Linked DNA regions of Mus musculus: regions 1, 2, 4, 5, 6 and 7 are each linked to region 3. A link is a contact called in public Hi-C, HiChIP or PLAC-seq and promoter capture Hi-C data. All regions are on one chromosome and are shown on one strand. Each heading gives the region's core, a stretch centred on a gene start, on an enhancer-like site or on the middle of the called end of the contact. The rest is flanking DNA. Distances are from core to core; before and after follow the strand shown.

Region 1 (3,759 bases), core at 452-2,951, 940 kb before region 3:
CACACATTAATATCAGAACAACAACAACAAAACAACAACAGAGCAGAGTTCCAGCAGAGTGAGGATCCATACGTTTGTCTGGTTGGAGTCCTTGCACCTGTGCGTAGGCTTTGCTGGCCTTTCCAAATGGATGAAGCACAAACACAACCCTCAGATTTTCCTCTTCTCTTCTCAATTTTAGGACTAAAAGGATCTGTTGACTCAGAAGTGCGTTTTTAAGGAGCATTTCAACCATTCCACTAAACTTGTTATCTGCAAGCAGCCACTACTTAAGACAAACTAACTTGTGGTACCCAAAGGAACCTCTCTCTCCTCAGCGATCAAGGCCCCTGGCTCTGTGTCTCACGTCCCTTCAGACTGAACTTCAACACTGACAAATCCTGGGGACCAGGAATTGGCTCTTCCTCCTTCCTCTGTCATCATCGAAAACAAGAAATCAACTTTGAAAGCGCAGCTCTGGCCCCACTCTCCCATGCTGGCTCCAACGGGGATAGTAGAGTCCTTAGAGTGCTCGCTTCTAAGACACATTTCACTGGATGTAGCTCCGGTTCATGTTTTGTTGAGATTCTATATGGATATGAAGATCTTGTGGTAAAAAGAAACCCAAGTTTTTACCTGAGTACAAGGCCCATGTGTGCCTACTTATGGGAGCTGTAAGTATTCAGAGAGGAGAGGGGAAAAATGAAAGTAGCCACCAGAGAGAGAAGAAAAAGCAAAAAGAGTGGGAAGTAGGTCTTGGAAGAAAAAATGTTGGTCATGGTAAGAAATGACAGAAGGATGGCACAGCCTCAGCTCCAATAGGAACTATGGCCACGCCCAGAAAGAAGGTGGCGTTTATTACTGGTCCACCGTCACTCCTGGTGACTTACTCAGAACCAATCAGTGGACTGCCCCTTGTGGTAGCCTGCCGCTGATTCTCAGGTGATTACACACACCTCCAGGTTTGGGCTGACCTGACACTTAATTAAGAAACCATCCTTTGACCACGTGGTTCTTCTCCTGGCTCCTAGTAATCTAATTAGGGCAAACAAGCACGTGTTCCTACTCCGAAGGACAATGAATCTTCCCCTTCAGTTGTCACAAACACCTAAACAAGTGAATAACGGCAACAAGGAAGCATGCCCCAGATAACATTGGCATCGGGTTCAGAGAGCAAAAAGTGCAACCCTCCTGTAGTACCTCAAGGGCTGGAGACAAATAGTTAGACAAAGGCTGGTTCAAAGCTTGGGAGTGGAGAAAACAGTTAGAATCTAAAGCCCGCCATACTCAGCGGCTTCCCGAAGCTAGAGAGCAAATAGTGCTAGAGGAAATAAGGTAGGCCAGAAAGAGCAATACAGGATGATGGAGACCTGGAGCGCTTTTACGACCACCTGGGGTCTGACGTCTGGCCGTGCCCACATCCAGGGCACCAGGATCTCGCCTACAGTCCAGTAAACTCCAGATCTTTGCTACCTTAAAGGGCTTCTCAGTCCTTTCCTAGTCTTTCTTTACGGGGGCTAGGGAGAGGGCTTCAGTAGGGATTTTTTATCTTCTCTAAAAGACCTGGCAAGAAAAAGCAACATTCGCACAGACCTGATTTTTGGCGTGACCAAGTACAGGATGAAGGGAAGAGAGAGCAGAAGCAGGAATCCGAACATCTCAGCACCACCGAAGCGCAGTTGAAGTTGATGCTCTAAAGAGGACAGCGGGACTTATGGCTTCTGATCCTAGACACACCCCGGTTCAACTGCAACCGCCAGGGAGCAAAGCCCTCTGGGAAATGTAGTCCTGGATTTGGCGGCCGCCTGGCGGTGATACATTCAGAGTATACTTCCAAGCACTATGAAAAGTTGAATAACACAACCGTGGAGCAATGGTCTTCAGTGGTCCAGGGCCTAGGCCTGTGGGATCGTTGAGCCAGCCCTTCTACCACTCCTCTGGCCACTAATTGACTCTTTGGAAGTCTCGCGGGTTTGCTATCTCCTGGAGCCCAAGTCCAGTGTTTGGTTCAATTTTCCCCAATCATTATTAGGAAATTACATTTTGTCTGGGAGACAGCGTCTGGAAAGTATTCTGAGGTTAATTACAAAGGGCAGGAGCCGTTAGTCGGACAGTTGGTGTGGCGGAAGATGTCCTTCCTCAGAGATGACCTTTGCCCTATGGGGCAAAGCAAGTTAAGACCTCCTAGAGAGTCACGGTTGTGTGTACTTCGATCTATGATAGTATCCTTCATAATTTCCCAAGCCCTTGGTTGTTATTTGATAATAAAATAGTTTCTTGGATGACTATATCATGTATTACTCTTCAAGGAAACAATGCATTTCTCAGATTGGCACAGTTGGTTTTATCACTTTGTCAAAGAGTTTAATCCCGTCTTGAACTAAGGCCAGGAACATTTCTTTGGGAAAAGGCAAACTCCCTGTTCAAACTTTTCTTTCCTTTGAGGTGTACCTCATGGGGATAAACATGAGTTATCATGTTTAACAAGTTTTAAAAGTCATTGTCTGTGGTTTCCCACCTTCACTATTCAGTTTCTGGTTCATTTGCATAATTAATTTCCATTCATTGGAAGATACCTGTTCCACAGTCAAGTTGGAGCCATATACTGTATAGCACCTGGGAAGAAGACATATTCTTACAGATTTAGTATTGGATTATCTAGTAATCATCAGCATTTAACGCTTTCTTAGTGTCTAGTATGTAGAGAGCAGCTCACAGCTCAAAGAAAAAAGTCTTTTACGTATTCTGTTTCTTATTCATTTTATACATGTTTAACAGTATTTCTACAATAAACTGGTGTAGTCTCTGAGAGGTGACACAGACAGCTGTGAAGTACTGCTTCAGGAGTTGTCAAAGCTGCAGCTTTCTCCTTCCTGCTTCAACCTTCAGCCTTCTTGAGACAACTCTTTGGGGATCAGTGAGAAAGAAAAGAGAGAGGGGGTGGTGGGGAAGAATTATAAACACACACACATACATTCACACATGTGACAGATAGAGCAAGGCTCCAACCATTTTTCATACATACATACATACAGACAGACAGACAGACAGACAGATATATACTTACTTATATACATATACACATATACATATACATATACAGACAGACAGACATATATTTATATACACATTCACATACACATATACATATACATACAGGCAGGCCCACACCCAGATAACTTTCTAGTAGCATATTGATGACTTGCTCATAGCTGCCCCAGATGAAGAAACTTGCTGTTTGGCAACTTATGCCTTGCTCAGAGAGTTAGACCAGATGAGATATCAAATGTCTGTGAGGAAAGTGCAGCTCTGCCAAAATGATGTAACATACCTTGGGGAAAAACCAAGGCGGGGGGGGGGGGTGGACAGGCAACATCTGCTATCCCAGGCTAGCAAAGGAACGATTCTCAACATTTCAGTCCCCAAGACCTGGTATCAAATTTGTGAGTTCCTGCAGTCTCTGAGTACCAGGATTCACAGAGATTGCAAAGCCTTTCTACGAGGCCACTAGGGGGCAGGAGAGTGTCTTAAACTGGACTCCCCAAATGGACAAAGCTTTTCAGTCTCAAGGAATGAACTACTTGAAGCCCCAGCACTTGCCCTGCCAGACAGCTACAAGCCTTTCAACTTGTATGTAGATGAAAACAAAGGCATAGCCAAAGGGTATTGATCAGACCCTGGGTCCTTGGAAGAGACCAGGTGCCTATCTGCCTAAGAAGTTGGACCCTGTCTCACGAGGCTTGGCCAGCTTACCTACGTATTGTGGCAGCTGCTGTTTTG
Region 2 (4,079 bases), core at 866-3,365, 740 kb before region 3:
GTACTGGGAATTGAACCTGGGTCCTCTAGCAGAGCAGCCAGAGCTTTTAACTGCTGACACATCATCACTTTAGCCTCTGATTTTAATCTTTAAAAAAGATTAAAAAAGTGTGTGTGTGTGTGTGTGTGTGTGTGTGTGTGTACACGAGCACCTGCAGAGTCAGAGATGGTAGAACCCTCTGAACAGTAGTTACAGGCTGTTGTGAACTATCAGATACGGATGTTGAGAACAAAACTTGGGTCCTCTGCAAGAGCAGTATGACCCTTAACTGCAGAGCCATCTCTCCATCCTCTGGGCATTTTTCTTCTCTAGACTTATTTGCTCACAGTCTCTAAGAATCTGACTTTTATGAATCTTTTTGACTTGTTGTATTATATGATATCACTGAGGTTGATAAGAGAGATAAGGATGATACAGTTTTATTTGATATGTAACTGGTTGAATAACCACATGAAAGCAGTAACAGACTTATGTTAGCCTGGAACAAGGTCTCAGAGATAGTACAGGACTCTCTCTCCATTTTCCTGTTACATAATGTTATGAATAAGGAGTTAAGAAAATATAGCTGTGTGTTGATTGGATTTGTAGTTGATACATACTTGGGAATCCAAAAGGGTAAAAATGCTGAGCTGATGAGCTTGACCAATATAAAATTTGAGGATGAGCCTATAATGTAATAATGTATATAGTCCTGTGCGTTTTGCAACACAGGGATGATTTAGATGTAGTGGTAGAAAGAAAGATCTGACATTTTTCACTTAACTGAAAACTCAGCATGAACAACTTTGTCATGTTCCTTTACAAAAATGCATTGTGATCTTGGACTACCTTTATAGAGTGTCTAGAGCAAGGGTGATGACAGCCTTTCAAATTCTGCATCAGATTATTCCGATTGTCACATTCTATCAGTGATGAGCCTCAAGTCCATCTATATGACAATAGCTAAGGCAGTAGGGGATTCCCCCAGCCCCATGTGGCCAGGCTAAAGAATGAAGGACTTGCCTATAAGGAGTCATATGATTATTTCCAAATATTTACTTTGTAATTCTAGAAAGGGAGGCTAGAATGAGATTGTGATATTCCAGAGGCAAAATGATGACCAGCTGAGATAGGGGTTTTGTTTGTTTATTTGTTTGTTCCATATAAATAGGAATGTTCAGCTTCAAAGGATTCTTTTTTTAAAAAGGAAGGAAGGAAGGAAGGAAGGGAGGGAGGGAGGGAGGGAGGGAGGGAGGGAGGGAGGGAGGGAGGGAGGGAGGAAGGAAGGAAGGAAGGAAGGAGGAAGGAAGGAAGGAAGGAAGGAAGGAAGGAAGGAAGGAAGGAAGGAAGGAAGGAAGGAGGGAGCCAGGTAGTGGTGGTGCACGCCTTTAATCCCAGAACTTGGGAGGCAGAGGCAGAGGTGGAGGCGGAGGTGGAGGTGGCAGAGGCGGAGGCGGCAGAGGCAGAGGCAGCAGAGGCAGAGGCAGAGGCAGAATCAGAGGCAGAGGCAGAGGCAGAGAGGCAGAGGCAGAGAGGCAGAGGCAGAGGCAGAGGCAGAGGCAGAGGCAGAGGCAGAGGCAGAGGCAGAGGCAGAGGCAGAGGCAGAGAGGCAGAGGCAGAGGCAGAGGCAGAGGCAGAGGCAGAGGGGCAGAGGCAGAGGCAGAGGGGCAGAGGCAGAGGGCAGAGGCAGAGGAGGCAGAGGAGGCAGAGGCAGAGGCAGAGGAGGCAGAGGCAGAGAAAGAGGCAGAGGAGGCAGAGGAGGCAGAGGCAGAGGCAGAGGCAGAGGCAGAAGCAGGTGGATCTCTTAGTTTGAAGCCTTCTTGGTTTACAGAGCAAGTTCTAGGACAGAGGACAGTCAGGGCTACACAGGGAAACTGTTTTGAAAGAAAGGAAAAAAAAAGAAATCTTTAAAAATGGATGAAAGAAAGACAAAGGGGCAGTGGTCTAGACTGTGCTGGCAATTACCTAGTACAGTCTTCAGGGTGGTGTTAACCCACCTCTGGGCAGGAAGCAGTAAATGAAATTTACTCATCAAATAGCAAGCGAAACTAATTGAGTTCTGCATTTAAGCTGTGTTCTTTCTGGTAGTGTATTCTCTACTTATTCACAATTAATCTTATTCTCTGTCATTCTACTAAGAAACAGAGAGTGTCTGTGGCCAAAAATTGATGCAACAGGAATCATTTGTATATGTTGCTATTCAAACATGCCTTTCTGTTTTGCAAGAAACCATTCCTGTGAACTCATTTCTAAATACATTTCTGAAGTCAAAAGGAGGTTAAAAGGGGAAAAAAAAAACCTTTCAGGAAATGTTACTCATTTTTTACACACTTCATCAAAACCTTGGTGATCATATTGCAGCCGTTGAGAAGATAATGCTGTGAAATCAAGCAGGCATGTCAGAAGAACCAAGCTTGCTCTTTATTTATTAGTTGTATTTACCGTGCATTAATGTATAGATGCTGTTTGGCTAACTTCAGTCATTCCCCTGGGTCCTAGGGAAGTTGGTATTTACTGAATTTTCTTTGAATGTTTATTAAAAATCTTATGTTAGGCTTCTCACAATGTCAAGTAATTTTTTTAAAAGATTATTTATGTGCATATACTGTCACTGCCTTCAGACGCACCAGAAGAGGGCATCAGATTTCCATTAAAGATGGTTGTGAGTCACCATGTAGTTGCTGTGAATTGAACTCAGGATATCTGGAAGAGCAGACAGTGCTCTTAACCTCTGTGCCATCTCTTTAGCCCCTGTCAAGAAATGTTTAATCAAGATAAGAAATATTACTCTTTTTATTTGTACTTTTTATGATGTAAAGTTGAAAACTATAAATACCAGAAATCTTGATCTTAATTCTATATGGTAGCTATTAGATGTGCTCACACAAAAATTCACACTCAATGTCTGTCTTTTTTTTTTTTTTTTTTTTTTTTTTGGTTTTTCGAGACATGGTTTCTCTGTGTAGCCCTGGCTGTCCTGGAATCAATGTCTGTCTTAACTGAATTCTAAAAGAGATCTTGGTCATTTATAGTTGTGAAGGAACAAGAAAATGTTGGTTGAGGGGCTTAAAAGTACACACTATCTAGTACTATTTTTAGGATGAAGTAAAGTATTCTTGTTCTCTTGGCTAAATGTGATTAAATTTTGGTATGCACCATTGTTATGTCAACAAGAAGGATCTTGAAATGAGAAAACTTGAAATATTAAACCAACAGTAGTGTTGCCTGTATAATGTTAATTCTGCACATATTCAGTGGTTACATGGTTAAGTTTTTTTTTTTCCTTCAGGTTTGTTTTTATTTTATACATAGAGGTGTTTTGTCTACTTGTATGCTTGTGTACCACCTGTGTGTGCCTGTGGAGGCTTAAGGTGGACATCAGTACCCTAGAACTGGAGTTACAGGAGGTTGTAAGCCACCGTATGCGTGCTTATAACAGATCCCTCACCCTCTCCAAGAGCAGCAGTTGCCTTTAACACTGAGCCAACTTTCCAGCCACAAAAGTGTGAGTTTTAATAAACCCTAAGCTATTCTGATGGCATGCTAACATTTGAGAGTCACTCCTGTAGGCCCCATTTAGGCTTTTCTGTTAGGGTCCGACTTATAGAGTATTGGTGTGATGCTCTACATGTTGACTGAGGTCTCTATCTTCTTGGCCAAAATATCCCATACTCTCTTCTTTTTTTTTATTAATTAAGTTATTTATTTTATATCCAGATCTCAGCTTCCCCCTCTCCTACCTTCCAGTCCCTCCTTCCAGTGGCCCCTGCTATCCAGCCTTCCTACCCTTTTCTTCAGAAAAGAGGAGGCCTCCTATGAATATCAACCAGCCTTGGCATATCAAGTTACAGTAAGACTAGGTGCATCTTCTTCTTTTCAGGCTGGATGAAGCATTACAGTCAGGAGAAGGGGATCCAAAGGTAGGCAATATAGTCAGATGCAGTCTCTGCTCCTGCTTTAGGAGTTCCACAAGAAGACCCAGCTATGCAACTGTTACATATATGGAGAGGGCCTCGGTCAGTCCCGTATGTATTCTCTGGTCAACAGTTCAGTCTCTATGAGCTCAGATTGGTTGAATCTGTAGGTTATCTTGTGGTGTC
Region 3 (3,803 bases), core at 143-2,642:
CACCGGCTTAGGCCGGTCTTCAGTTGGTCCTGAGCCTGCCAGCCTGATTGTCTTCCCTTTGCCCATAGCCCAAGCCATACAGAATTGCACAGAGGGGGCTCTGAGGGCCCATCTTCTCAGTCTGGTTCACACCTATGGTTTTGGTTCCTACCGCACACACCCTGACAGTTCTACTCAGAATAACTTTCAGTAAACACACAAAAGGATTCCATTACAGGGCTTAAGGAAACACCATTATACATACTCCTGTGCTGAAGGTTCAAAACACCTGTGAATAACTCCTAGGCCCCAATCCAGATTAAAACCTATTCAGTCGCTTGGTAGTCCTCTTGCAAGGACCCGTTCCTGCATGACCTACGTACCCAGTAAGACGACCAATTTCATGATGGGCCTGACACTCATGGGTCCTCAGGATTCAGAAGGGAAGGGTGCAGCCACAAAGACTGAGAGTTGCAGAAGCCCAGTGATGACAGCATGTAGGTGGGCTAGCCAGGAAGAGGCACCTTCACTGGAAACAAAGGGGGAAATCAAGAAAGCTTCTTAGTGGGGGCTGACAGAGGAAAAGAATATTCTAGAACCTGAAAACTACAAATGCTAGAACAACCCCGATGTGTAAACTAGGCAAAGAGGAGGAGCCGTGGGGTCTTCTGTCCCTCGGATGACATCAGAATGATTGAGAAACTGGAAATGAGCTGATCACATATAGCACTGGAGCAGCTAGTCCTTGACCCTGGGTTGGTACGGCCCGAGGGCATCTACTGGAATACCACCTTGTCTCGGACCCTGCCACTGGGCTGCCAGGCAACAACAGCCTGGTGATCACTCTGACCTACTTCAACCACCCATGACTTTTAAGCTCTTTGAATATAGGGCAAAAAGAACTAGGAGGCGACTGGGACAAATCCAATCACTGACCGAAGCGCTGGCCCTGCCTACTAATGGCTAACTGATGGCATTTCCAAACACCCCAGGGAACGTGCCAGGGCCTCGAGTTTTCTTCCCGTTCTTAGAAATTCCTCCCCACGCCCATGGCATTACGGTTTCCAAATCCCAGGCCCGCCGCGGGGCTCGGTGGCCGGACCCCTGGCCGCGCCCGGAGCGGCCAGGAGCTGGTTAAGGGCGCCAAGATGGCCGGCTTGTTTTGCTCGCCGAGGCATCACGCGGAGGCTGCCCTTTGCCTCCGGGGCCGCGGTCAAGGTTCCGCCGCCCTCTCTGGCAGGCTGCCCCGGCCGGCCCGAGCGAGCCTCCTCCCCTGCGCCCTGGAGCCTCGCGAACCTTCGAGACCGGGGCGCGGCAGAGCGACAGCGCGGCCAGCCCGGAGCTTCGGGGCCGCTGCTGGCCCTTCGGCATCTCGGAGCGTCTGTCGCCCGGGCGAGCAGACTGCGGCCGCCCCGCCGGTCTTCCCCAGCCGGCCTTTCACGCCGCTCAAGCAGCCGAGGTCGTTCGATGGGCGTGGCAACACTGCCCTCCACTGGCCAGTGTGCCGAATGGCACACGCGGGGCCATCCTAACTGCCCTGGACCACCGGGCACTGAGACCCTTTCTACAGGGTTCTCAAAAGCGTACACCACACTTCCCTAGGCGTCTTCCCATCTGTTGGTCGGACTCCAACTCAGAGTTTGTATTTTATGGCATTCCAGGGTGAATGTTGCTGCTGTTGGCCGCTGGTCCTGAATCTACCAGCTCAGCCCACTTACTTAGGCCAGGGTTCTATCATCCACTCCAGTATACAGTATGCAGACAGAGCACAGAGGACCCTGATGGAGCTCTCAACCATATGGCACTTAGCGGGATAATTTCACAAATCTAAGATGACACTTGAGAAAGTTTTAAATCTTAAGTGTACGGCTGTTTGCCTATATGTATTTCTATGTACCGTGTGCCTGCAGTGCACTTTGAGGCCAGAAGAGGACTTTTTAAATCCCCTGAACTGGAATTACAGATGGCTGTAAGCTTGTAAGGTTGTAAGCACGTGAGTGCTGGGAATTGAACCTGGGTTTTCTGGAAGAGTAGCCAATGACCTTTACTGCTTATCCGTCTCTCCAGCCCCTTGAAAAAGTTTTAATTCACTTATAAAATATATATGCATATATGTATATGTGTGTATATATTTTATATAGTTATTTAAATCAGGGCAGTTTTCAAGACTGGATTCCCTCCTTCTAACATGTGGATTCTGTAGATTCTAACCAAACTCAGATCATCAGGCCTGTGAATCACCTTCACCAAACTGAACCATCTCACCAGGCCCAGTTTGGAAAAGTTTCCATGTTCTTATAGAGGAAAATATTAAGGCACTGAAAGAAGACATAAATAGGGAACTACAAACAGTCCCCAGTTTATCATAATTTCACCTGTAAGGTGAAACATAAATAATATACATTCAGTAGAAACCACAGTTGAATTTTTAATTCTGGGTTTTCCCCCGGACTAGCAATAAACACAGTATTCTTCTGCGGGAAGTTCCTACAGTCGTGAGTGGGAAGCAGACAGTGGTCTATAGTGTACTGCATGGCACAGTGGTGACGTCTGGTACGTTACGGAAGCAGGTGTACTCTCCACGCTACCTGGCCTTTTCAGTTCATTGAAGGGATTGTTGGGACAGGGCTTCACTGCGAATCAAGGAGCATGTGTGATTTATACTGGGCTGTGTGGAAGCTGTCACAAAAGGCCTTTCTGTGGAAATTCTAAAGAGGGGTCTAGAAGAAGGGAGCAGGAAGGTCCTGGAGAGAACCCAAGAAAGCGCTGGGTGTGGTGAGCAGAGGGGACCAGAGCATTGCCACCCATCCAAAGGCTGAAGGACAAAGCTATGGGAACAGAAGAGAGACCAATGGGCAAGGTCCAGACATCTGGTACCCAGGACCTCCCTCTTAAGAAGAGACCCTGGGACCCAAGATCTTAGCCACACCCAGAATGCTACCTCACCTTTAGGAACCCTAGCCAGGTACTCCTGGGCTTCTCACTGACTGAGTCCGATTTGTTTCAGCCCTTCCTTGAAGCCTGAGGGAGAATCATATTTGATATAACCAGATGCGTTGGGCAGTTGTAAGAAGACAGCGTGCCATCTTCCCACCCATGCAGTTCATGTTTTGTCTGGGGCCAATTTCTTCTGTGAACATTGTTAAGGGCCTGTTGTATGCTTGGGGCTGATGTCACAATTCCAACATGTGAGGAGGACCTCAAAGGATGCGTGCAAGCTCATGCTAGCTTTGCCCTGCCGCTCCAAGCACTTTGGAGAGCAGATAGGGGGACACGCTATCTTTCCCTGAGTCTCGGTTCTCACCCCTCCTATTTATTCCCCTCCCTAATGACTCTAGGGTTGGCCGGGTTAGCACACAGCAACCACAAATGTTGTTGTCAGGATGCTTGTTGCCTGTAGGGTGCCCATGCCAAGCTGAAGATGAGGATGGGACAGACAGCCTCTGCCTGTCTACTGCTCAGGCTTCTGTGGAGAACATTCTCTATTGGTCCCTGCACCCTGCATAACCCTTTCTTCATCAGAAGAATGGGGGAATCAGGATAACTAAGCTCAGCCTCCCAGCACTCAGTCTGGGATAAAGAAGACAGGAAAGTTTATCTAGGGCCCCCATACCACTCCAGTGTTATGTCTTGGGGGGCGGGGGGGGGGGAGTCCATGGATTCCAGGCCCATTGAGCCAGGGAGAGGAACACATAAGAACAACAACAACAACAAAGAAACAAAGTAAGTCACTTTCCAATTCAAAACCAGTTCTGGGTTATCTCCAGCAGCAAGTAACTTAATCTCTCTGAGCCTCAGTTGCCTCATCTGGGAAATGGGGAGAG
Region 4 (3,554 bases), core at 1,003-3,502, 920 kb before region 3:
TCAAAGCAAACAATTTTTTTATTTTAGAAAGTTGATGAGATATTTTACCCTTTAAGATCAAGAAGAGAGGCTGGAAAGATGGCTCAGTGGTGGTTAAGAGCACTGCTATTACAGGAGACCCTGATTTAACTCCCAGCACCCACACTGGGTGGCTCACCACTGTAAATAACTCCTGTACCAGAGAGATCCAAAGGCATCTGCGGACACCTGCATTCGTGGGTATATCTTCTCTATACATAATTTAAAATAAAATTTAAAAAGATGAAAAGAAAAAAGAGAAACAAAGACTTACTATTGAATAAACAAGATACAAGCAGGTCTGATGGCATAACATACCTTTAATCCTACACTTGGGAGGTAGAGGCAGGCTGAGTTCTATGAATATGACATCAGCCTGGTCTAGTACCAGACTAACCAGGGCTATATGGTAAGACCCTGACTCAAACCTTTCCCCTACCCAACACAAACAAACAAAAACCCACTACTGCCACCACCACCACCAAAAACAAAAAAACATTCTTTCATTCTGGGACAGTTTTGAGTGTGGCAGCAAACGGCTCCTGACTAGAAATGGACACATTATTGTACAAAAGATCTTTTGGGGAAACCACTGGGGGCCATGCTAGGCTCCTACTTTTCTCATCTGGATGCCAGGATATGTCATTGGAAGATGAAAAGAGGGGGAAGCGGAGGAGTGGAAGAAGAGGAAGAGGCATTTACAGTTTTCACACTTGCTCTTATTCTGTAGGCTCTGTTCTTACAGAATGTTCTAGACCATGGTGACATCGGCCACAGCTGTGTGACTCCACTTGACAAACCACCACCAAAGGTCAAATCAGAGAGTAGCCCCTCATCTCTGTTTTACAAAGCTGCTGTCCCACTGCTGTGTCCTCCCCTGAGTCCACCTGACCTGAGAATCATCTGAGGTGAGTGGCCCGAGTGGCCATGTGGAGACTTGCAACTGATAATCACTCCCATTGGATAATCAAGTAAACTGAGGCAGCAGAAAGACTCAATAACTTGCCCAGGACCTTGAAGCTTGAAGGATGCTGAGCTGGGATTTGAGTCAGGAATTTGAGTCTAGCTCGAGAATACTTAAACACTCTACTCTTGCTTGACATGTCGTTGGGTGTGTCAACTTCACTGAAGTGTAATGTAAAGAACACACACAAAATGCCCAAATCAAAAGCGCCCAACTCAGTGATTGTTCACAGTAAGCACACCTGTGTACTAGCACGAAGATCAAAGACCAGCACATTGCCAGCCCCACAGGACCTTCAGCCACTCCCTATTTCTTCCATTTATTTATTTTTAACTTTTACTTATTTAATTGGTTATATATACATGAGAGTGCAGGAATGCACAGGCTTCAGCATGTGTGGAGGTCACAGTGTCACTTGGAGAGTTGGCTGTGGGACCTGGGAACCAAACTCAGGTCACTGTGCCTGTTTGCTATTGCTGATACCTGCTGAGCCACTTTCCCTGCCCTGTTAATTTACTTTGGGGTTTGTAGGGACATGCATATGGAGATTAGAGAACAAGTTTTCAAAAGTCAGGTCACTCCTTTTACTTTGTCTTCGAAGCAAGGTTTGTGCGTACCTACCTCTTGATCCTGCAGTTCCACTTCCTCGAGGCTACCTGGCCTTTGAGCTCCAGTTTCCATTTTGAAGTAGGACTACTGTGGTTACAGACGGCAGCCACTCTTCTGGCCTGAGCTGCCACATCTGACTTCTACATGGATCCTGGGGATTGGACACATACCAACAAGCTCACATGGAAAGTGCTTTGACCTACTTAGCCATCCTTCTTACTATCTCTCTTCCATTTTTAATCACACATATTTCAAGCATCATTAGGACTTGGAGGATTTTTTTTTTGTTTGTTCGCATGCTTGCTTTTTTCTTTGTTTTGTTTTTTTTGGTTTGGTTTTGTTTTGACACAGTTTATTATGTTGTTTAGGCCAGTCTTGAACTACAGACTCAAGTGATCATCTGCTTCAGCCTGCCAAATACGTTGATTATAAGACGTTGTCACTATGCCTGGCTTTTTTGAAGCCTGCTGATAATGTGTAACATATTCTATCTTGAAAATAGCGTGTTGAGGAGGAACTCCAGTATTGCCAAATTCTCACTGCCAATATAAGGTGAAGCCCTAATCTTTCCTTAAGCCCCACCCCTCTAGGACTACAACTCCCAGGAGGCTGTGCTCTGGCGGCTCTCGGATTTAAGTAAGATTCTGGGCATTGCTTAAGCCAGCCAGTTGCTGAGTGTCCCAGAGTGAGAGGAACCAAGAACCAACAGAAGCTGCCAGGAATTGGAGCCAGAGAAGGATCCTCGGGCTAGGTTGAGGGTGGGAAGCAGCAACTAAGAAAGTTGACAAGATGCTGTTTATCTTGGTACTGCTTACGTCCTTCCTCTCCATCTTGTATCTGACAGCTCCATCCATCAGGTTTGTTTTAATCCAGCAACTCAAAGATACTTTACGAAGATGGTTTTGACTTCTAAAAGAAGAAGGAGGGAAGGTGGCGGAGGCGAGATTAGTACATTAAAAACAGGAAAGGAGGGGTTCTGGATGCCTCTGCAGAAAACGAGAAGGAAGCACCTGGGTGGGAGGAGGTGGGGCTGATTTGAATTCGGATGCCGAGGAAGGAGGAAGGCGGAGTAGATGAGTCCTGTGGCACTTTCCTCTGATTCCTTTAGGTTTCTCTGACACTTTCCTTTTCTTTTCTGTCCCTAGATGAGGTGAGTGTCATGGGGACTTCATCGTTAAGGGACTCCTTGTCAAGTCTTAGGCACTCTGGAAAGGAAGCAAACTCTCTTCCCTTGATACTTCTCTCAAGAAGTGTTTTGGAAATGATTCACTGGGGATTTGTGGAGGTGCCAAGAAATGGCTATTCTATGTGGGGGCTTTAAATTTTGTTGATGATTAGAAAGGTTAGGAGCCAGGTGTGGTTGTACGTGCCTTTAATCCGAGCACTCAGGAAGCAGAAGCAGAAAGAACTCTGAATTAGAGGACAGACTGATCTACAGAGCGAGTTCCAGGGCAGCCAGGGCTATACAGAGAGACCCTGTCTTGAACCTTTGCCCCCTGACCTGACCCCACCCCCACCCCAAAGGAAGGTTAGATAGGCATACTGAGGACAGAGTGTCAAAGTGTCATACTTGGTCCCGGCCACCCTTAGAAATGACTTAAACATCTTTGGGCTTCAGAGGTTTTTTTTGTTTGCTTGTGTGTGTTTGTTTTTGTAATATAGAAGTAATACTGAAATGGCAGGGGAAATTAATATAAATGGCATATGGAAAGATAATATGTATGGAAAATGTGGAAAGATAGTGAGTGCAGAAACTATTTAGCATGGAGGTAGACTGGGTGCAGAAAGTGTTTAAACCTAGACAGAAAATGTATAGAAAATCAAGCCTGGGATAGACCTCATGAGTGTAGAAAAGTGTCTAGCCTAGTCTAAATATTGGGTGTAGAAAGTCTAGCCTAGGCTAGACAGTGCATGTAGAAAATATCAAGAAAAGACAGTGTATAGAAAGTGTCTAGCTCAGTGT
Region 5 (3,554 bases), core at 709-3,208, 840 kb before region 3:
ACACTGTCCTTCACTGTTTTGAGATAGGGTTTCACACTGTAGTCCAGGATGGCCCTGAACTCATGGCCAGCCTCCTGCCTCAGTTGAGATGCATGGGTTAAATTTCCATACTCAGCTCCTAAGTGTACTTTTGAACACAGAAAATGAATCAAATATAAAAGAATAAAGGGAGTTCATAGCGATTCACTTATAACTATTTAGTTATAGGAATTCATAAGCCTTACTTTAAGTCAGTAGTTTGGGCAGTAGTACACACCTTAAAGAACTTAATATAAGATCTAGGATGGAGAACTGTGGTTCTCATGAGGCAAGAAGGGGTCATAGTGCAAACATACAGTAGAGTAGCAAGGAGTGAGAGGACTCATGTGTAGTGTGCAGAACTTCTGTATCTTTATTACAGTGGGCGTATATCAACCCCTGAATGGATAAAACTGCATAGTTTTTTTTTTTTATAGTAATGCACTTTTCCTGGTTTTGCTGCTTTAGCACACACAGCTGGAATGAGATGTCACAACTGGGGAAGCTGGAAAAAGCTTGTGCCAACTCTATTGTACTTCAGCCTTTTGTGGGTCTATGATTATTTCACAATAAAACATTTTAAGTCAATGCATTTTCAACTCTTTGTCAGAGCAACACCATCATCAGTCTCGTAAGCAAGAGGAATGAACAGGGTTTGTCTTTTGGAGACAAAATGCAGTTAAGCCATCTTCTATGGATAATAAACAAGAAATGATATTCAGGATCCTTTTGGTAGTCAGGCTTAAACTCAGCTGCAGAGCATAATTCATGGCCATTGGAGTACATTAGATGTAAAATACATTACACAGATAAAACATCAGAATATTGAAATGTGTTCCCCGTCTGCTAACTTTTTAAGATAGTAGCTGACTGGGGGGCCATAAAGACTAGAGTACAGCCGGGCGTGGTGGTGTACACCTTTAATCCCAGCATTCGGGAGTCAGAGGCAGGTGGATTTCGAGGCCAGCCTGGTCTACAAAGTGAGTTCCAGGACAGCCAGGGCTATACAGAGAAACCCTGTCTCGAAAACCTACACACACACACACACACACACACACACACACACAGACTAGAGTACAAACACTGAACCACTATCTTCCTCTCTTAGATCCTGGTAGGAGCGGGGATCGCTTACCTTAGCAGAATGGGACACTGCACCAGCGCCTGTAGTATGTCCTCCACCTTTTGGGGGATCTCTCCTTGTCCCCGGTGTAGTTGAGGTACACATGCTTGTGCCAACTCCCAGTCTCCCCTCCGCAGGCACTCACAGAAAAACTCAAAAAGTTCCTCCTCTGTAGCGGTTTCCTCTTTCCCAAATGGGTAACTCATTTTCCCAGCACAGAGTGCAGGTAGATAGAAAATAGAGGCGTTACGCGAAATACATTCTCAATTTTCTCATCCGTGAAGTACCCCCTAGAAACACCACACGAGCTGAGAAGAAACGAAACTTTAGATGAACCACCAGCTGCTGGCCCGAAAAGAAACGGCAGAACTTACTTTTCTAATGACTGTTTTGGGTTTAATTTGACCTGTTACTATCTCTTTTTGAGAGCCGTCTCTTTCTCTAAGGGGTGTACCTCATCTTCTACCGCAGACCTCACATATAACAATCTTAATATTTTTGCTAGCCTGGGGTGCAGACACATACATTTACTTCCGCATTCCCTCCTGAACATTTTGTCAGGCTACAAATCTCTAGGTTGGTGGATGCCTTGGTAAGGATGAAAACTCCCTTGGTTAGAGCCTTCTGTTAAGACAGAGGCTAAAGATTAGGGGATCAATCTGGGACTGAACTGTGGAGCCGGGAGGCTGGGGGACAGGGATGCTCCCCCTAGCGGGGTCGTGGACAGCACCCTCGCAATCTTCCCTGCGCCTTACACTCACCTGCTCCGGGAGTCGAATGCATTTTCCCGTCCAGAGCAGCCATGTTTGATCCCGGTCAGGTGACAAGTCCCATTGCGAAGAGTGGTGGAACGGGCGGCGATGACGAAAGAGAGCGCCACTCTTATTGGCTCAGGAGAAGCAAGATGCAAATCAAGTGCCGTGTTTGTTTGAATCACGTGATGCCACCTGATTGCTACGGGGACTCTAAGGAAGAGTTAGATCCGCTAGCTACAGGACTGAGGACTCTCCCTAATTATGATTGCTCCTTCTCGCAACATCCACAGTTATTCATTTCGGGGGAGCTGGGGCCAGGAATATCTGTGTTCCACGCTCCGTACCCGCCACTGTTTTGTTTTGTTTTTGATGTCAACATTTTCTCCGTGCCAACCAGTGATAGATGATAGGTTAGCCACAGGAATTCTGGATCTTCCTGTATCATTATTCTATCTAATTCTATCGTGTGTATATCATATATAATTATATATCCATCGAAAGACTGAGGTCGGTACAAAGGAGTTGCAAACGAAAACAAAGAGTGAGCAAAGGCTTTTCACAAATCATGTAATCAAGTCAGTTCTTAAGTTTATTAGTTTTTCTTAACGCAGCTGTTTTAAATACGAAACCTACTTGACTTCTTTTATTTTTTCAACTAAACTGAGTGGTTCTTTTTCAATGTATTTTAGTTTGAGACGCTTTAGTTAGTATTTCCCGGACATTTTCACCATCTAAATGTGTTGAACAGTGCAAAGGAAACACAAAACTCTCATCCCAAAACGGGAATAGGGCATATTGCCCACCCTTTTTCCAACCCCTCAGCCCCCCAAAAGAACCTTCTCTGGCCCAGGAAATAACTTTAAAATGCGATTCACTGAGGAAAAGAATTTCCAGTCAGGGTTTTCCCTCCTCTACATTCGTCTTGAAAGGTTCCGCTCCTCGATTTAAGCAATCACTACAAAGGAAAAATTTAATTAGATTAACCTTCGAGACTGAACTACAATTCCCAAAATACAGCTGGGCTAACCCGAGATTTTCCTGCTTCTGATTGGATAAGTCGCCAGAGTACCAACCAACCAGAGCCCCAGATGTTGCTGCTCGCACTTTTCGCGGGTAATTGTGTGAGGGTGGGGGAAACTTTGAAAGTTCCACGCTGCTGACCTGGTACTGGAGTTTTCTGAGGGGGCAGTTGTGGGGAGGAAGGTGTGTTCATTATCTTGTGCTCCCTCTTGGAGCCTGTGGCTGTTGATACCGGGGTCGCGGAGAGTCCTGCGTGTTGAGCACGTACTCTGTAACGGGGCTCGTCCCTGGAACCCGGACGGGGTCCTGGAGCTTCCGACTTCCTCTAGGGAGGCGAGTGATGCTTGTAAGGTGCTCTGTTTTATTAGGAAGTTTTGCGTCAGGTTTTCTAACTCTTGATACTTCTTCCTCCGCTCTTGGGCAAATTAGGCATCCGGGCAAGTTTAGGGACTGTCAAACTTGTGGTGTTAAGAGCGCGGAATCTGGAGTCAGATCTCTGGATTCGAATGTTGGCTCGATCCCTTGGCTAGTTCGTGTGTTTATTAAAAACATCCGAAGCATTTAAAACTAGTGTCTGGCGCATAATAATGGCCCAATAAATAAATTAACCCCTCAGCCTCCTCAAAATAGCTGGGTTT
Region 6 (3,778 bases), core at 821-3,320, 810 kb before region 3:
TCTTTCTGCTGAACGACGCTGTCCTTTATGCTTTGAGTTATCTTCTTCACTTGACCTGCCCCACATGATGAGGTTTAGCCTCGGGGTCTGAATTCAGTATTCAGAAAATAGCTTTTTGTTAACAAGAAGTAACTGGATAGCATTAATTTGGTTAAACAATAATTTCCTATTTACCAAGGAACTACTAAATAGCTTTAAATTTTAATTGAGAAAGCATATTTTCTAGGAAGAGACAAGGCAACTGAGATATGTTATTATTAGGAAACAGTACCATACTTATTGAAACAGACTTTGTTCATTCAAGCAACTGAAAGCTTTTTCTAACATTTCTAATATGTAAAAGTAGCTGCTATGAAAATGTTATCTGTAAACATTATTTCCAGAAATAAAATCTTGGGAATATTGTTGCTTGTTGGAAATTTGATGAGACTTAGAACCCTTGATAGCCAACCTCTGATAATTCTCACAGAGGCCACGTGTATTCCAAACTGGTGTTTTGAGCCTTTTGCTTACGCCTGACATACGGATACGTCTTAGTACTTTCCCATGTGGAGTGTGTTGGGGACTCAGCAGTGTCTCTCTCTTTTAGTATTCACTATTCTCTCTTGTATGCTATTCCCTTCTCTCATAGACTGGTTGAGATTGCGGAATCTCGTTTTCCACAATATTTTAACACTGAGGAAAAATTGCTTCTGACCAGCAGTAGAGTTCATCTTTGCCGAGAGCTCACCTGTGAGGGGCTTCTACAAAGGTAGGCGGTTTCACATTACTAAAACATCTTATATTTTAGTAATGCTTTGAAAGTTTTCTCCTCCCCGTTTTCAGCTTCTTAGTAAAATAATTCTTATATAATGGAGTTAAAGAAATAATAATTTGGGCTGGAGAGATGGCTCAATGGTTTAGAGCACTGACTGCTCTTCCAGAGGTCCTGAGTTCAATTCCCAGCAACCACATAGTGACTCACAACCATCAGTAATGGGATCCGAAGTCCTCTTCTGATGTGTCTGAAGACAGCTACAGTGTATTCATATACATAAAGTAAATACATCTTTAAAAAAAATAATAATTTGTGCCTTCTTCATTCATTGTAGTTTTTTTGAAATGTTTCTTTAAAATGGAAAAAAAATCAGTGAATATTTTAGAATCTAAGTAGCTTATTAATTATAAGTTGTTTTGTTAGTGAACTACCTGTAAATGTGGCAGCTTAGAACAGCAAATACTTATTTTCTGGCGAGTGAGCTTCTGGAAGTGGCTCAGCTGGCTCTCCTGCTTTGCTTGTTGTCCAGGATAGCTGTTGTTTTGTTGACCAGTGGGCTGGTATGCCTGTACCCAAGCTCACTCGTGCACCATTGGAAGGCGTCCTTTCTTTACACAAGGAAAGTGTAGTCTTTCACCCCCACTGTCTGGAATAAGAGCATCACCATTTTGTCATGAGCACTTGTCACATAGACCAACTCTTGTGTAGTATGGGAAGGCATTTATGTAGAAATTCATAAAAAGATAGGACACACCAGGATAGGGGAATAAGAGGAGGCTGTTTTAGAGGCCGTTTTAGACTGGCTACACAAGTAGCTTTCCTGTAAAATTACAGCTTTTGTAGTATTGTAGGGCAACATGAAAACACTGTTGATATTTCCAGAAGAATGCAATGTGATAGGAGTGGTGAACTAAGTTATGTGTGCTGAATTTTACAGCCATCGCTGTGTGTGTGTGTGTGTGTGTGTGTGTGTGTGTGTGTGGTATGTGTGTGTGTGTGCACACACATGAGTGCATGAGCAAGTGCATGTGTGTTACTGGGCTTGAACCTAGGGCCTCGTGTGTCAGGCAAGGGCTGAGCTGCATCTCAGCACTTTTTTTTTTTAAAAAGATTTATTTTATTTATTTGAGTACACTGTAGCTGTTTCCAGACACCCCAGAAGAGGACATCAGATCCTTTTACAGATGGTTGTGAGCCACCCTGTGGTTGCTGGGAATTGAACTCATGACCTTTGGAAGAGCAGTCAGCGCTCTTATCCACTGAGCCATCTCTCCAGCTCCTCTCAGCACTTTTTTAAGTTTTTATTTTGATAACATACAGACTATGTTATCCAGTATGGTTTTGAACAACTCCCACTGTAGCCCAGTTTAGCCTTGACCTTGCAAACTTCTTTCTTTAATTTCCTGATTAATGAGGGCTACAGATCTCTGTTACCAGAGCTGGCTCGTTGTTATTTTAAAGCTGATTAACCCTTTCAGCATGGTGGTGTTGTTGTTTTAGGTTTATTTATTTTGTATTTTATGAGTATGAGTATTTGCCTGCATGTTTGTGTGTATACCACTTATATGTCTGGTGCCCTTGGAGGTTGGAAGAGTGGGTGGGGTCCCCTGGAACTAGAGTTACCAATGGGCGTGAACCCTCACGTACATGCTGGAAACCAAACCCTGGTCCTTTTCAAGAGAAGCAAGTGTTCCTAACTGTTGAGCCATCTGTCTCTCCAGCCCCTTCACTTTTTAAAGTCATGTCTTTGAAGTGACTTACAGATCTTCAGGGTTAGGCCTGCCTGCTTTCCTGAGTTCTAACTCCAAAAGCATGGCTGTCCTTTCCCCACCTCTGTCTCTGACCTGGAGAACAACCAGAGTCCTAAGCGTGTTTGCTCTCAACCTCCAGGCTGTTTGCTCTAACGCCCTCTTCCCCTCACAGATGTTTGCAGACCTCCATTGCACTCTAAGTCTTCACTGGCTCCCTCCTCCCAGCAGCTGCCAGGATTTACAGCTTGCCCAACTTGTGTTTTGGCTTTTCTCTCAAACCCTAATACAGTGTTCTTCTATTTTCCTTCTGAAAAGAAAAATAAAAAAGAGTTCGTGTCTTACACTTGTTTGTTATTTTACAAATTCTACTTTCACAGGCTTGAGTCTTTGGAGGAAGAGATCATTTCGAAAGGAGTTAAGCTTGTGATTGTTGACTCCATTGCTTCTGTGGTCAGAAAGGAGTTTGACCCGAAGCTTCAAGGCAACATCAAAGAAAGGAACAAGTTCTTGGGCAAAGGAGCGTCCTTACTGAAGTACCTGGCAGGGGAGTTTTCAATCCCAGTAAGTGTCCCTTTTCCTTCTTTTCTCTTAAGGTCATGACCTTACAGTATCAGATGATATACTTAGGGAAGACTAAACATCTGACTTCTAAAGTTGGATTGCTATGGCAAGTAACTGCTTTCGTAAGCCACCCTCTCTGCTGGTTATGTCCCCTTTTATAACATGACCCGGGACAGACTTAAGTGTTTCTGGCGGTTCCCACCGTCCCTTCCTTCATTCCTTCTCACGGGTTACTCATTCTGTGAGTTCTGTGTCACGTCTGTCATGCTGAGATTACTGTTACGTGGGACGACTCGAAGAGCGGCCTGGGTCTGTTTCTGCGAACTTTCTTTGCAGCGACGGTGTATCCTGTGGGTTTTGTAACTTAGATCTTTTAGGCTCTGTTCATGGGTTACCCTGTTCAGCGCTGTTTTGGTTTGTTTCCAATGGGCAGAGGTCAACCATGAATGGAAATGGCACAGAGAATACCTTAAAGGAGCTCTTGGAATGGTTTTCTGTGGTGGGCATTGTGATCAGGAAGTCTGAGGGGTGATTATTAGGGTTGGAGATGCACAGCAGACAACACAGAGATGTATATTAAGTTACACCCCACTCTGCTACATGTGGGAGGCTGAACTTGTTCTGCAGCCTCAGGAGCATTGGGTATTACTATGCTTGCTTTGATTTCTTCCAGACAGCATCCTGCTGTCCAGCCCGACCGTCCTCCCCC
Region 7 (3,654 bases), core at 772-3,271, 810 kb after region 3:
CTCCGGCTAACTCTGAACTCACTACATAGAGTAGGCTACTTCCTTCCTCTGCTCCTAAACACTGGGATTAAAAACATACCTATCCATCATGCCTGGCTACAGTAAGCTTTCTTATCAACTCCTAACACCTTCAGGGAGGGTGTAACCCGATTTCTGGGGAGAGGAAGGCAGCTAGCAGGTCTGTGATGGACAATAAATGTTCTCTTAATCTGTGATCTCTGTAACTCTTTTCCTCTACTACATATATGTTATTTGTTTGAATGTCTTTGGAAAGGATGCCCTTGCCCCTAAAGAATGACATGGGGAAAATATTTATCCAAAAGAGAGTACCCCCCACCCCCAGACATTTCTGGGATAATACAAGTGTTTTTTTGTTTTTTTTTTGAGACAGGGTTTCTCTGTGTAGCCCTGGCTGTTCTGGAACTCAGAAATCCGCCTGCCTCTGCCTCCCGAGTGCTGGGATTAAAGGAGTGCGCCACCACTGCCCGCTACATGTTTTTTAATGGGTCCACTGATGCTGTTTTTATTTGCATAGTTAACTGAATAGACAAGCTTATTCCACGTGAATGAGGTCAGACCCAGGGTTGCTCTGCTCCTTCTTGAGCTATCAGTTCATCCCTGTGACCCTAGCTGAAATTGTGTGACTCTATTCTAGGTACATCTCAAAATCTAGATGATGCCTTAGGTTACAGATAAAAATATTAAAGAGAAGTAGCCTTTTTCACAACAACAACAGTCTTTATTGTCAATGTTTCTAGACCTCCCAACCTCACTGGGGAAGGCTGGATAGAGTTACCGATGTGGACTGCTGTGTATTACATCCATGCTGGAAGCATAAACTCTATTTCTCAATAACTGTTGATTTCGACTCTTTTTTTTTTTTTTTTTTTTTTTTGGTTCTTTGACTCAGGGTTTTCCTGGCTGTCTTGGACTTTGTAGATAAGGTAGGCCTGGAACTCACAGAGATGATTAAAGGCTGAAGCTACCACCGTCCACCTAACTATTGAGATTGAGACCTGGACAGAAAGGAATGGACAATGGCCAGTTGGATTTAGAAACAACTTGAAATCTTTCCCAGCTAGCTGAGCCAAGATTGGCCCTAGGGATTCAATATATAGGAGCGTTTTTTGTTTTTTTTTTTTTTACCCACAGTACCAATTTCATTATTTCACCACGTGAAATCTCTCCTTTAGTAGAAAACAATTCAGTTCCTTAGGCTGATCAGAACAAAAACCACAACACTGAAAGAATTCACTTACTTGAGCCTCAGAGAACCCTCTCTCTCTCTCTTTTTTCCGAGGCAGGATTTCTCTGTGTAGACCAGGCTGTCCTGGAACTCACTCTGTAGACCAGGCTGGCCTTGAACTCAGAAATCCTCCTGCCTCTGCCTCCCAAGTGCTAGGATTAAAGGCGTGTGCCACCACGCCCGGCTAAGAACCCTCTCTTGAAGGACATTGATAAGTACAATTTGCAGAAGAGGCTAAAGAGAGAAAGAAAGAAAGAAAGAAAGAAAGAAAGAAAGAAAGGAAGGAAGGAAGGAAGGAAGGAAGAAAGAAAGAAAGAAAGAAAGAAAGAAAGAAAGAAAGAAAGAAAGAAAGAAAGAAAGAAAGAAAGAAAGAATTGGACCTGGTGCTCGGGCCAATAATCCTATCACACTGAAGGCGGACCGGCTGGATCGCTGAGCTCAAGGCTAGCCAGGACTGCTTAGCGAGACCGACTATGTAAATGAATTTTTAAAAGAAACAGGTGATTTTTGAAAAGCCTGGGTTTCTTGGTAATCTTCGAGGGACCTAAGAAAAAGTTTAAATACATCTTTTCGTATCCAAAGAAGTGTCCCGGTGTATCCTGCCAACTGAACGAACGTTTCTAGTCCTCCCACCACCCACTGCTCTCGCCAGGGGTCGCGGTAAGGAAGCCCCGCCCTACTAGAACTTCCGGCTCCCAGGAACCGTCTGTCCTCAGCTCCAAGTGGGCGGTCCCCGAGCTTCTGGCACCGCCCCGGAAGTGACGCCAGGACGTCCCTTCCATTTTGTGCAACGTCCGAGCTGCTAAGTGCGTCAGTTGTGGAGAGACTGTAGACGAGTTGGGTTCGTGTGTATGTGTGTTGTGTGTGTGTTTGTGTAGGGAGGCAGACAGCTCCGTCGCAGACTACGGACCTCTCCGGGGTCTCAGCCGCCAAAGACCCTGTCCGGTAGGTGAGTGGCACGCTTTGAGGGCAAGGCTTCTCGGATCGAGGCTTCTTCATGGCCGCTCGGGTCGCAAGTGGCCGGGGCTTCGCTCTTTGCGGAGGACGGCGACTCAGAGAGCGCAGTTGATTTGAGGTGGGCGCTGGGGCACGTCTCCCTGTGGGTGTTGCGTGAGGGGGACACGAGGCGGAAGGGCGGGCGTGGGGAGGGCGTTTGTGTCGGGAAGCAGCGCGCCCCTCCCTGCCGCCCTTAATGGCTCTCATCGAGGCCCGGACGCCGGGGAGCCGGCCTGGCCCAGGGCAGCTTAGGGTTTCCCCCCGTGGGCCGGCGCAGGCGCAGCGCTCTGGGCCCCGGGCTTGCCCGTGTCTCGGGGGCACGCAGCTCGGCTCGCTACGCTCCTCCCCCCCCCACACCCCGCCGCATACTTCGGCCGTCGCCATTTTGTGCTGCGAACGCGCCCCGTCGCCCACTGCGCAGGCTCGGTGGTGGCGTCGCGAGATTCCGGCTTGTGACGCGCGGGGAGGCCGCGACGCGGGCGCGGCCGGCTGCTATTGGACCAGGCCTGGCAGAGGGCGGGCTCGGCTCCGCCCGCATTTCTCGGCCTGGCCTTAACTGCGGCAGATGGGAGGGGAACCCCGGGATCCGGGGACAGCGTGTGCGGCTGCGCAGTCTAGAAAGGTGGCTACTGGCGTTGTGGTGGGCTGCCGTGTGGAACCTGGGAAGGGGGTCTTTTGGAGAGTTAAGTTTTAACTTGGAATTTGAATGTGGTGGTCGTGAACGACTTAAAAGGTACATGGCGACCTTGTTAGTAGAGTTGGTAAACGTGGGGTGTGTTTGACTGCTTGACTGAACATCCCCCACCCCCATGGTGTCAATCGTTGATATTGTCTCGATTCAATTACTGCCTAACAGGAAACACTAGCCGGGCATCATGAGTGGCTGTCGAGTGTTCATTGGGAGACTAAATCCAGCAGCGAGGGAGAAAGATGTGGAAAGATTCTTCAAGGGTTACGGACGGATCCGAGATATTGACTTGAAAAGAGGTTTTGGTTTTGTGGTAAGTACTTGAAACTGAGTTGAATTATCTGTCGAGAAGTTAGGTAACTTTGTGGTGGTGACACATGCCTTTGGTCTCTGGCCCTTGGGAGGCAGGGGCAAGCCAATCCACAGAGAAACCCTGTCTCCAAAAAAAGAAAAAAAAAAAAAACAAAGTGGGTAGAGCTCTTGTGATGAGCATGGACTCTGAGTCCATGTGAATTGTTTTCCCAGAAAGATGTTAGAAGTGGCCAAGAAGCAGTGGCTTCTGTTAAGAAGTTAAAGTAACTGCTGGCTGGAGTTGATTCTCAGTCATCCCTAGCTTAGGGTTATAGTATCTGAGTGTAAGGTATATCTTAACACTTCCATGATTTTTTTTTTAAATTTATTTTTTATTTTTTTGGTTTTTCGAGACAGGGCTTCTCTGTATAGC

What was found. Promoter capture Hi-C pulls out the DNA fragments that hold promoters and counts their contacts. Hi-C and Micro-C count contacts between places; a contact is called where the count stands out from the background. HiChIP or PLAC-seq counts read pairs in DNA pulled down with a chosen protein or histone mark.
Region 1: a promoter capture Hi-C map of pre-B cells shows a contact between it and region 3, with 11 times the contacts expected there. The contact joins the promoter of Rdh11 here to the promoter of 2310015A10Rik in region 3. A contact is called at or near these places in 21 of 39 promoter capture datasets (the 3T3-L1 cell line, 3T3-L1-derived adipocytes, the C10 cell line and 14 more), 4 of 15 datasets of contacts at CTCF or cohesin (embryonic stem cells, large pre-B cells, pro-B cells and 1 more), 23 of 484 Hi-C or Micro-C datasets (B cells, the C2C12 cell line, the G1E-ER4 cell line and 9 more), 7 of 115 datasets of contacts at active chromatin or transcription factors (astrocytes, bone marrow-derived macrophages, embryonic stem cells and 3 more) and 4 of 9 other capture datasets (adipose tissue, embryonic stem cells, liver and 1 more).
Region 2: a BATF HiChIP or PLAC-seq map of CD8 T cells shows a contact between it and region 3, with 6 read pairs. The contact joins the enhancer-like site here to the promoter of 2310015A10Rik in region 3. A contact is called at or near these places in 2 of 39 promoter capture datasets (the SN4741 cell line and embryonic stem cells), 2 of 15 datasets of contacts at CTCF or cohesin (the NIH/3T3 cell line and large pre-B cells), 2 of 484 Hi-C or Micro-C datasets (bone marrow-derived macrophages and embryonic fibroblasts) and 15 of 115 datasets of contacts at active chromatin or transcription factors (CD8 T cells, acute myeloid leukemia, craniofacial prominence and 11 more).
Region 4: a contact with region 3 is called in a promoter capture Hi-C map of hippocampal neurons, with 8 times the contacts expected there. The contact joins the promoter of Rdh12 here to the promoter of 2310015A10Rik in region 3. A contact is called at or near these places in 7 of 39 promoter capture datasets (the 3T3-L1 cell line, the C10 cell line, embryonic stem cells and 4 more), 6 of 484 Hi-C or Micro-C datasets (B cells, the HPC-7 cell line, adipose-derived mesenchymal stem cells and 1 more), 1 of 115 datasets of contacts at active chromatin or transcription factors (large pre-B cells) and 1 of 9 other capture datasets (embryonic stem cells).
Region 5: a contact with region 3 is called in a promoter capture Hi-C map of hematopoietic stem and progenitor cells, with 5 times the contacts expected there. The contact joins the promoter of Zfyve26 here to the promoter of 2310015A10Rik in region 3. A contact is called at or near these places in 23 of 39 promoter capture datasets (the 3T3-L1 cell line, the C10 cell line, the HPC-7 cell line and 18 more), 7 of 15 datasets of contacts at CTCF or cohesin (the NIH/3T3 cell line, embryonic stem cells, hippocampal excitatory neurons and 3 more), 38 of 484 Hi-C or Micro-C datasets (the 3T3-L1 cell line, 3T3-L1-derived adipocytes, B cells and 25 more), 41 of 115 datasets of contacts at active chromatin or transcription factors (the NIH/3T3 cell line, the SCID.adh cell line, acute myeloid leukemia and 27 more) and 5 of 9 other capture datasets (adipose tissue, embryonic stem cells, liver and 2 more).
Region 6: a Hi-C map of uterus shows a contact between it and region 3, with 2.0 times the contacts expected there. The contact joins the enhancer-like site here to the promoter of 2310015A10Rik in region 3. A contact is called at or near these places in 1 of 39 promoter capture datasets (the SN4741 cell line), 2 of 15 datasets of contacts at CTCF or cohesin (large pre-B cells and pro-B cells), 22 of 484 Hi-C or Micro-C datasets (the AML12 cell line, B-cell progenitors, bladder smooth muscle and 13 more), 20 of 115 datasets of contacts at active chromatin or transcription factors (acute myeloid leukemia, bone marrow-derived macrophages, craniofacial prominence and 15 more) and 4 of 9 other capture datasets (adipose tissue, embryonic stem cells, liver and 1 more).
Region 7: a promoter capture Hi-C map of pre-B cells shows a contact between it and region 3, with 4 times the contacts expected there. The contact joins the promoter of Srsf5 here to the promoter of 2310015A10Rik in region 3. A contact is called at or near these places in 3 of 39 promoter capture datasets (liver and pre-B cells).

Annotation. Positions count from the first base shown.
Region 1 is chr12:79,190,154-79,193,912 of GRCm38.p6, forward strand. It overlaps Rdh11 (retinol dehydrogenase 11), which reads right to left and starts at 1,702. Exons shown (of 7, transcript NM_021557.6): 1 at 1,573-1,702. The coding sequence starts at 1,637.
Region 2 is chr12:79,391,651-79,395,729 of GRCm38.p6, forward strand. The region is part of intron 7 of Rad51b (RAD51 paralog B); the gene reads left to right. Among named protein-coding and RNA genes, the nearest start is that of Rad51b, 96 kb to the left of the region's middle. Within about 2 kb of position 2,116, at least 10 of the 459 cell types and tissues checked have an H3K27ac peak or open chromatin away from gene starts, as enhancers often do. A contact at or near this core is called in CD8 T cells, where this site is marked.
Region 3 is chr12:80,131,452-80,135,254 of GRCm38.p6, forward strand. 2310015A10Rik (RIKEN cDNA 2310015A10 gene) reads right to left here and starts at 1,393. Exons shown (of 3, transcript NR_033514.1): 1 at 1,276-1,393; 2 at 363-508.
Region 4 is chr12:79,206,661-79,210,214 of GRCm38.p6, forward strand. It overlaps Rdh12 (retinol dehydrogenase 12), which reads left to right and starts at 2,253. Exons shown (of 7, transcript NM_030017.4): 1 at 2,253-2,448. The coding sequence starts at 2,381.
Region 5 is chr12:79,294,324-79,297,877 of GRCm38.p6, forward strand. It overlaps Zfyve26 (zinc finger, FYVE domain containing 26), which reads right to left and starts at 1,959. Exons shown (of 42, transcript NM_001008550.1): 1 at 1,903-1,959; 2 at 1,154-1,449. The coding sequence starts at 1,347. Rad51b (RAD51 paralog B) reads left to right here and starts at 2,959. Exons shown (of 11, transcript NM_009014.3): 1 at 2,959-3,009.
Region 6 is chr12:79,324,336-79,328,113 of GRCm38.p6, forward strand. It overlaps Rad51b (RAD51 paralog B), which reads left to right. Exons shown (of 11, transcript NM_009014.3): 6 at 632-751; 7 at 2,886-3,069. Among named protein-coding and RNA genes, the nearest start is that of Rad51b, 29 kb to the left of the region's middle. Within about 2 kb of position 2,071, at least 10 of the 459 cell types and tissues checked have an H3K27ac peak or open chromatin away from gene starts, as enhancers often do. A contact at or near this core is called in uterus, where this site is marked.
Region 7 is chr12:80,943,478-80,947,131 of GRCm38.p6, forward strand. Srsf5 (serine and arginine-rich splicing factor 5) reads left to right here and starts at 2,022. Exons shown (of 8, transcript NM_001079694.2): 1 at 2,022-2,195; 2 at 3,099-3,243. The coding sequence starts at 3,118. Gm20337 (predicted gene, 20337) reads right to left here and starts at 1,922. Exons shown (of 3, transcript NR_045057.1): 1 at 1,260-1,922.